Linked DNA regions of Danio rerio: region 2 is linked to region 1. A link is a contact called in public HiCAR-type data. All regions are on one chromosome and are shown on one strand. The core of a region is the stretch at or near the end of the contact, and the rest is flanking DNA. Distances in the headings are between cores, read along the strand shown.

What was found. HiCAR-type assays count read pairs that join an accessible place to other places.
Region 2: a HiCAR-type map of caudal fin shows a contact between it and region 1, with 13 times the contacts expected there. The contact joins the promoter of hsd17b10 here to the promoter of nucks1b in region 1. A contact is called at or near these places in 6 of 18 Hi-C or Micro-C datasets (caudal fin, embryo, hematopoietic stem cells and 2 more) and 3 of 4 datasets of contacts at active chromatin or transcription factors (caudal fin, embryo and gastrula embryo).

What each region holds. Positions count from the first base shown.
Region 1 is chr23:21,029,595-21,033,826 of GRCz12tu, forward strand. It overlaps nucks1b (nuclear casein kinase and cyclin-dependent kinase substrate 1b), which reads right to left and starts at 1,944. Exons shown (of 8, transcript NM_001099239.1): 1 at 1,816-1,944. The coding sequence starts at 1,832. It overlaps LOC103909673 (chemokine-like protein TAFA-4), which reads left to right and starts at 876. Exons shown (of 8, transcript XM_073938783.1): 1 at 876-2,270.
Region 2 is chr23:21,281,229-21,285,460 of GRCz12tu, forward strand. hsd17b10 (hydroxysteroid (17-beta) dehydrogenase 10) reads right to left here and starts at 1,963. Exons shown (of 6, transcript NM_001006098.1): 1 at 1,865-1,963; 2 at 363-527. The coding sequence starts at 1,888. It overlaps mirlet7g-1 (microRNA let7g-1), which reads right to left and starts at 3,154; the gene lies at 3,059-3,154. LOC141380479 (a long non-coding RNA gene) reads right to left here. Exons shown (of 2, transcript XR_012398449.1): 2 at 2,898-3,167.

The sequences.
Region 1 (4,232 bases), core at 694-3,193:
AAAAACAAATAACTAAATAATAATAATAGAGCAATTACATTTCAGCGAAACCGTTTCTACATTTTTTGTGTAAGCAAGTATTTTACAGTACTTTAAAGATAATTAAAAATGTCTCAGTCAATGTTTTCAAACTATTATATTTAATTTACCAAAGTCACACAAGTAGAAATTTCACATCTTTCACATCCATAACAAAGAGATGTCACATCCATAATGTAGCTTTTTCCTCATAAATGTAGAATTTATGAAAACAATTCATAAAATTTATCAAAACAAAAAAGTAGAATAAAATAAAAATCATTTATGTTCTAAAGAGAGCCAACTCTTATCCCTTTGATTAGCATTGTTTCTTTTTGGTTGTGCAGTTTAATTCACAGAATTACAAAAAAGTATGTTGTATGATGTAAACTTGCATACTTTTTCATCACATCCATAACACATGTTTATTTTCCTCATTTAAAATATAAAAAATGTTTCCAGATTGATATTTTTCTGATCCCATAACTTTGTGGCTAGTTGTTTTGAAAAATATAAACAGATGTTTCCATATAATTTTAACATATACTTTATCTGTGAATTTATGTTTTAAGTTTTTACTGCAGATGTCACATCCATAACGCTGGAATTGCTCAATAATGATAATATTATTATTATTAATAATAATAATAATAATAATAATAGAAAATAAATCTGGCTTGAAACCAGCAAAAAATAATTTAAACTATTTAATATTAAATAATACTTGTTTACGTTCCATGTAGTGCAAAATTGATTATTATATTGCTAACTTATTTAACCATATGTAAAATATGATCCTCCATATAGCAACAGAGGTGTCACTCCTCTTATTTAAAGCCGCGCGTCTTGACTGAAGAGGAGACAGAGGTGCCATGTTGGAGTAGGTGAATTGCCATGCCAACAGCAGCAGAGTGGGCAGGGCTCAGCGATCAGACAGGGCCATTGAACTACAGGCCCTGTGGGTCACGTTATACTCACTGCCCGCAGGACGGACATCAGCCCCGACAGCAATGTTTACCGTCAGATTACCGCCAGTTCCGTTAGAGAAAAAGGCGCTTTATAGTTTGTCAAAACATAAACAACATGTTGCCCGTGTTCGCGTCACTTGGTCTCAGCGTTAGGAAAACATGGACGCATTTCAATATGTATTAACACATTTGTTGACAACCCATTTGATTTCAGATTTAAGCCAGACCCAAACCTACAATGTGTTAATTGCAAACACAAGTTGGCAGGAGAAATGTTCAGATGTGTGTGTGTGTGTGTGTGTGTGTGTGTGGTAATGGCGCGCATTGCGCTGGAGGAGTTTCACGCTGCGCTGCTGCCGCTAAACTAACACTAATGCTCACGGGGCTAACTGTGGAAAACACGTGAAACTTACACCACCGTGCTTTATCAGCAAACTAGAGCTTAAACAAATGAGGAAACAATCACGCATTGAATGTCTATTCTGTTCGCCGTAATGGCTTGCAGGTTGTTTTGTACATGAATTAGCCACAGCGCGAACTACTATCCCGCTTTTTTATTTGATGTCGGCACTTGCGGTTAGCATAGACATATCTGTGGATGTTAAACGCGATTTTGTTGCGTTTCCAAGCTAAATATCTCTATAACTGTTAAAAGAAATGAAAATCTACGCGTTTACGGTTGATTTTGTGCAGCTATGTAAACACGCGCAGAAAAATATGCTGGTTAGCTTGTTAGCATTTAGCAAACATGGAGAGACCCGCGTAACAGATCGCATCATGTGCGGACCTGCGATTGCTGTAAAACAGCAGACAAACAAAACGCACTTACCTCGAAGGTCTCGCCATTCTGCAGACAGACTGAAAGCCTTTTGCTTTTGCAAACTACAATTTTATTGGTAAAACTGGACTTTTGCAGCTGAAATCCAGGTGTCTCCCGCTGCTGGGAAGCTGTTTCTGTAGCACAGAGCTGTGCGAAACTACCTATGCAATGCAAACTGCACTAAACACGCGCAAATGAGTGCGATCTAGAGCATCTGCTCGCACGCAGCCTTGGTCTGTGTGGGTCGAAAATGGATAAATGTTCAAGTATCCACAGGCCGAATTGCCCTGGTCAAGCCTCCTGTAGAATAGTAGCTAACTAATTAGCTACTGCCTGGCCTGCAAGCCAGGATTCTTTTATGAGTAAAAGTGGGATGGGAGTCTGAAAAACGCAAGATGCCCGCAAACCAGGATTGGATGACCACACTCAGCAACAGCCGTTTACCTACTCATTCACACAGAAAGGTGGCTAATCAGTTGATTGGATTATTTTATTTTAACCATTTCCAAATCCGTTTTAGCCCGATAATGTTATTACCTTGAGATGGTGAAGATAGGCTCATTCAATCAGTGTAATAAACATTACATTTTTAGGGCCTCTCCAAAATCCAGAACAAGTAAAGACATTCATATGTATTCATTTGGTTTTTAAAGTAATTAAACGATTATTTAAAGGTAATCAAAGATCATTATGTTGTGCTCAGATTGTAGGAGGCAACAGGTGTGCAATATTTTAATTTAAAGACACTAATTTTCTTCTCATCCCCTATAGTTTATTAAAACATGCAAACAGTATGTTTAGCATTACATATAATCTGTAGCTTTCTTTCTTTTTTTTTTTTATTTTTTTTAAGTTTTCGTGTTTATAAGCTCAGTAATAGCACTATGTTGCACAGGAAATACATTAGTGCAAGAAGTTATTTTCAGTGGAATCAGGGTAGGCCTACAAAAACATATCCCGAGATTAAGAAAACGCTAGGTTAACAATGCAAGACAATGTCAAGTTGGTTTAGGTTTTAGCATATGTTGCATGGGCATCTTTTGTTGAATATGTCAAAAGGATGATTATTTTAGGAAAATTTACAGGGCATTACTATGTTAGGCAATGCAGATTGTCTGTTAAAAGACCTGGTTATACTTTTTAAACGTTTACTTTATATTTTTTGGGGTTGTTATTTGATTTGGGGTTGTAATATGCAGAATAATTAGGGTTAATGTTAAAATGCTGCAGGTATTTTAAATAAAATATAAATACTTTTATGATTAAATGTATTCTTTGAGAATGTTATTAAAATGTAATAAGATTCTTGAAGATGTAAACCAATTTAAAATTCCATTGCAACTCCTGTATGAAATCTTTAATATATTAACTTCAAATTGGAAAATTTTGTGACATTATAATTTAAGTAAATTTTGAAGAGTAAATAAAAGAGTGAGGGTTGTCTCAAAATATGCTTCATTTGATTAGAAATACTCACATTAGCGCAAACTGAAGTTATGAGAGATATCTCAATCCTGATAAATAATCGGATTGACCATTTATTTATTTTTAAATTTATACCTTTTTACAATTCTGGAAGAAAAGGAAATAACTGTAAATAAACTTTGCATTGTCATCCAGTTCAAAATAAAGTCTAAATTATTTTTATTGACAGAATAATTAACTGCATATTTAGGGTAGATTGTGTATTTTTATGTAACATTGAGTTTGTTTCATAGCTTGACAAATTATTTTTTCTTTACAATAACTCAATTAAACTTGTAATTTATATTTTATTTTTAACTATGTTTGTTTCAATATCCAGTTTTACTTTTTAATTTGGGGTCTTTTTGCTTGCTTGAAAACAAACAAAATACTTTATTAAGGAGTTAGTTGACCCAAAAAGTCATACTTAGGCCATAGTTTATTCTCAAGACCCTGTCCATTGCATTTTTAGAGCTTGAAAGAGCCATTTTCAAAATAATTCACAATGGATTTTACTGAAAGAAGAAATTCATATACACCTGCCTTAATGATGAGTAATCATGGTTTAATTTTCTTTTTGGAATGAACTAACCCTTTAATCTTAACAAGATGGAAAACTGAAATAAAAAATGCACAGTACCGGCAGTATTACAATGGCTGTGTCTGAAAGCAGTCACAAAGGCACCTCACAAAACTGATTTCAGACATCTAAGACAGCATAACGATTTAATCAAACTGAAATAAAAAGTAAAATCAACAAAATAAAAAGAGCTTTAGTGATAGTAAAGGGAACATTGACTTACGACAGTATTAACTTCTCGGTCGAAATATAATTAAAAGTGGAAAAAGGACAAAGAAGTATATTTACACTCTAATTTTTTTCTTTTCTTTTTTAGCTCAACTCTCAGAAACAGAACCACAGAAAATATCAAAGACAGTGAAGGACACATCTCTGCTGTCAT
Region 2 (4,232 bases), core at 713-3,212, 250 kb after region 1:
CGCCCCCCCTGTGAACTCTGGCGCCCCCCTTAGGGGGGCGCGGACCCCAGGTTGGGAACCACTGGTATAGACAATAGTGGAACTAAATAACTAAATCCTATGAAGATTTTCAGCTAAACCTATTTTCTTGACTGTTTTACCTTAATTTTTTAAATGTATGATAGAAGCATCTATTTAAACAGTTTTGGTAGCTTTGTTTAGCAGGAAAACAATTGATGCAGTTGAAAGATGTACTCATGAAATTAATTCTGTATCAAAGCAGTGAAATATAATCCAACATTTAGCACAGAGACGAGATGAAGAGTTTTAAAATCTGACTTATTACGCTATCAACATGTTTTCAATAATTAGGTGTCACTCACATCAGTTGGTGCAAATGCACATCTGTCCCCGAGAGCAGCGGCCACCTTGTGTCCATCTGAACTGGGCAGGTCCAGGATCACAGCACTGGCCCCATGCTTGATGAGACGCTCCACTGTAGCTCTACCCAAACCAGAGGCCCCTCCAGTCACCAAGCCCACCATACCCTATCAAATCACACACCAAGTTCAAATACAAACAAATACTTAAACATATTATTCTTTGCAGTAAACATCCAACCAAAGATGTTAAAGTCATGTTATATGTTTGGAAACATTCTTTTAAGCCTAAATTATGCAGCGTGTTGGTTTATTTCCTATACAACCAATTTGGAAAATGAATCTTCTGGTTGTATTCCAATATTAAAATGCCAATTAGTGCTCAAATTTGTTAAAGACTCCCAGACTAAACATTTTTACACATGAATTGACCTCCAATCAGGCAGGCATTCACAGCTACCGACAAGACTTTGTGTGATGCTTAAGCACTGGTCATGTATTTAAAGTCTTTTTGAATAAGATGATGTTTTAATTGATAAGATTACAATAATTATGCAAAAATGTTTGTTCCAAATAGTAAAAAAAATCATGATCTGTATAACACCTTCGCCTCGTTTTGAGCCGGGAAAAAAAACTGAACATATATAACAATCTCTTTTTCTTTGTCCACAGAAATAATGAAAACATATTTGGAGAAACAACCCACTAACAGTCATGAACTGGCCTAAACGGAGTCCAAACCTGAATATTATAGAGACAGTATTGTATAACCTGGAAGATGAATATATGACGCCTAAATCCAAACATGAACTTGAGCGAGTGCTACACGTTGTATTTAGCGCCAAGGAAAATCACACTAAATAATGCCTTTTACTAAACAAAAATTGTGTTCTGGAAATTGCAGTTGCAAACTGATTTCCTGCACTTGACATATTTATGAATATTAAAATGGCTGGTCATTAAAACTTTGCAAAACCAAACAAAGTTGGCTGTGGCAGCTTAAGACTTCTGTGTAAAGGATACAAATCCTCAAACAACAAATCTAACGGTGGCTTAAGACTTTTTTACGTATATAAATAAGTTTGCAAAGCAGAAACTTAATGGTGCTGTATAACTCAAGGACAAGAGTTACATAACCTGCATAGAGATTGATGCTTCATTGTATACTCCAAACACAGTGCAGTCATACTTCAACTGAAGTGTGACACAAAACAACGAGATCTGAGCAACGAATGAGGACTCTGCTAGGATTTAATAAAAATAAGGCTAGATAAGCTTCAATGTTCTGGTGTTTACCTGTCTATCACTCTAACTCTTAAGTGCACTCCACTCAACTTGTTAGCTTTTCAGCTATAACTTCAGATTAACATAAACAAATACGAAATATAAACACATGACGGTGTTATAATAATAAGGGCAGCAAGGCAACTTAAAAAATGTTAAGTATAGTTCATAGTACTTTGCGTACAGTACATTTCTATAAATTCATTCATTTGCTTTCTCACCTTGACACTTCTGATGTTCGCCATTTTCACACGCACGCTGCAGCTGCTTGGGTACCAGCAGTGGCGTCACTATGCGCCGTAGGAGCGTCTCCAGCCAATCAGAAATACCGAGTGACAACGCCTTTTAAAGCGATTGGCTGACGTTCATTTGATTGACAGCTTCACAGGAAGTCTCGCGCTGTAGTCCATTCAGAATTCTAAATCTGTTTTTAAGGCTCTAAGGCTCTGTAATAAACTACATTTAATCCCAATTTGTTAACGGCAGCCTGTAGACTAATATTATTTTACATATTCAATACATATTCATATGAGCCATATAATTTAGGCATGTTAAAAACGAAATCAATCTAGTAAAAATGAACAGTGAAACTGAAATGAAGAGATAACAGTGTCACAAATGTCCAGACTGACAAACCACCACAAAAATTAACCATTATGGTAAAAGTGTAGTAAACATGTATAACCAGTTTTATATGGCTTAATTTACGGTTAATTTGCAGTTACCATGATTTAACTTCAATTATGTTTTTAAAAACTAGTTGGTAGTAAAAAATATTTTAATAAATATGGTTAATTTTATTTAGGCCATCAAATCTAGTAACTTATTACAGCATATTAGGTATTAGTGTAAACCAAAATCTGAACTCCTTTTAAAGAGATGGTTCAACCAAACCTGCAGCTGGAAGGGCATCCGCTGTGTAAAACATAAGCTGGAATAGTTGGCGGTTCATTCATCTGTGGCGACCCCTGGTAAATAAGGGACTAAGCCGAAAGAAAATTAATAAATGAGTTTACCCAAACCCGAAAATTCTGCCATCATTTACTCACGCTTTACTTGTCACAGTGTTTGGGTTTCATTCTTCTTTTGAACCAAAAGAAGATAAAAGCAGAAATATATATATTTTTCCACTGAGGATGTCAATTGTTTCTAATATCAGTTAAAACATTATCATTTGTGCCCACTTGAGGGTGAGTACATTTTCATGTTTTGTTGAACAATCCTTTTATCCATCAACTAAAGACGAGTCATGAATACGAGTTCTGACATCAATGTTTTATTTATTAAACTTTAGTTCACAATGTCTCTACAATTTGTACTCTTAGAAAGAACACACAGTACAAAGATGCACAAATTCAGCTCTCCACAAAAGCCCTGTCTGTGCCAAGGTCCGTCATTGGAGGGTCTGATGTGAAGGAGCAGCTGTGAGAAAGACAGTAGGCTGTATAGTTATCTCCCAGATCTGGTGTGATCCCAAACTATACAAACTACTACCTCATTCCACAGCCCCCAATGCCTGCTACCCTGCAAGAGGAGACAAGAGGCAAACAGACGTGTCAGCAGCAGCAGCACCATAAACATGTTTGCTTGTTTGTGCTATTTTTATTCAAAATATAATGAACCACCCTTGCAATTGCTAATTTGATTTTCATAAATCCCACAGTGAAAGGCTGTCGTCATCATCCTTTAACCCAGTATTAACCTTGATCAAACATCCACGCCACAGAGTGTGGGCAGGTTTCTGGCAATGCATCTCATCTTTTGAAATATGAGTCATGATATACCACCAACAACAAAGAGATGGATGAGGATCTGCTGCTTTGCAGTGTTTGATGTAATAAATGTATTGCCGTTTTAGGATCAGTGAAAAGCTTAGAAAGCGATGGTGAAATAAACATGACCACTTTTTATTAAATAGTGATTTATGATAAAGTACATGTCTTACAGCAGAAGTATATGTCACAGAGTTCTCTGAATCACTACAACCCTGCATTATACAGTGAAGTAAAGATGATACGAGAATAGGCATGGGATCATAACCATTTTCAAGGTATATCACAGTTTGGAAAATTAAAGGTAAAGGAATATTTCTTGTGTGGTTAATTATAGTGTATTAAAACAAAAATGAGATTTTGAACTATTGGGTTTTTAACAATTGAGTGGTCGTCTAACTATTGACGTAATGTGATTGACTGTGGGATAAAAGGGTGGAGTGATAGGATTGTTACGCATTGAGCCGAAATGTTTTGTATATAATACAAATGTCAAATAAAGCAATAAAGTAATTATTTAATACGTTTGAATATTGACCTTCTGAATAATATTATTAGCTAGATTAACACACAAAAAAATTTAAAAGCCACGAGTGCCCAGTGCTAACTTCTTACTAAGGTTTTAAAACCGCCAGAATCTTCTGCTATAGCGTATGTACTGTATATATACAGTATGTGTGAGATATTTTTTATTTACGCTTTTTTGTTTAGTTTTTTAGGACAAGGGTATCTCCAGCAGAACAGATATCCAAAAACACCATTTAAAATTGTAAAGAAATCTGTGTTTTTAAAACTATTAAAGACAGCAGAAGTCAAA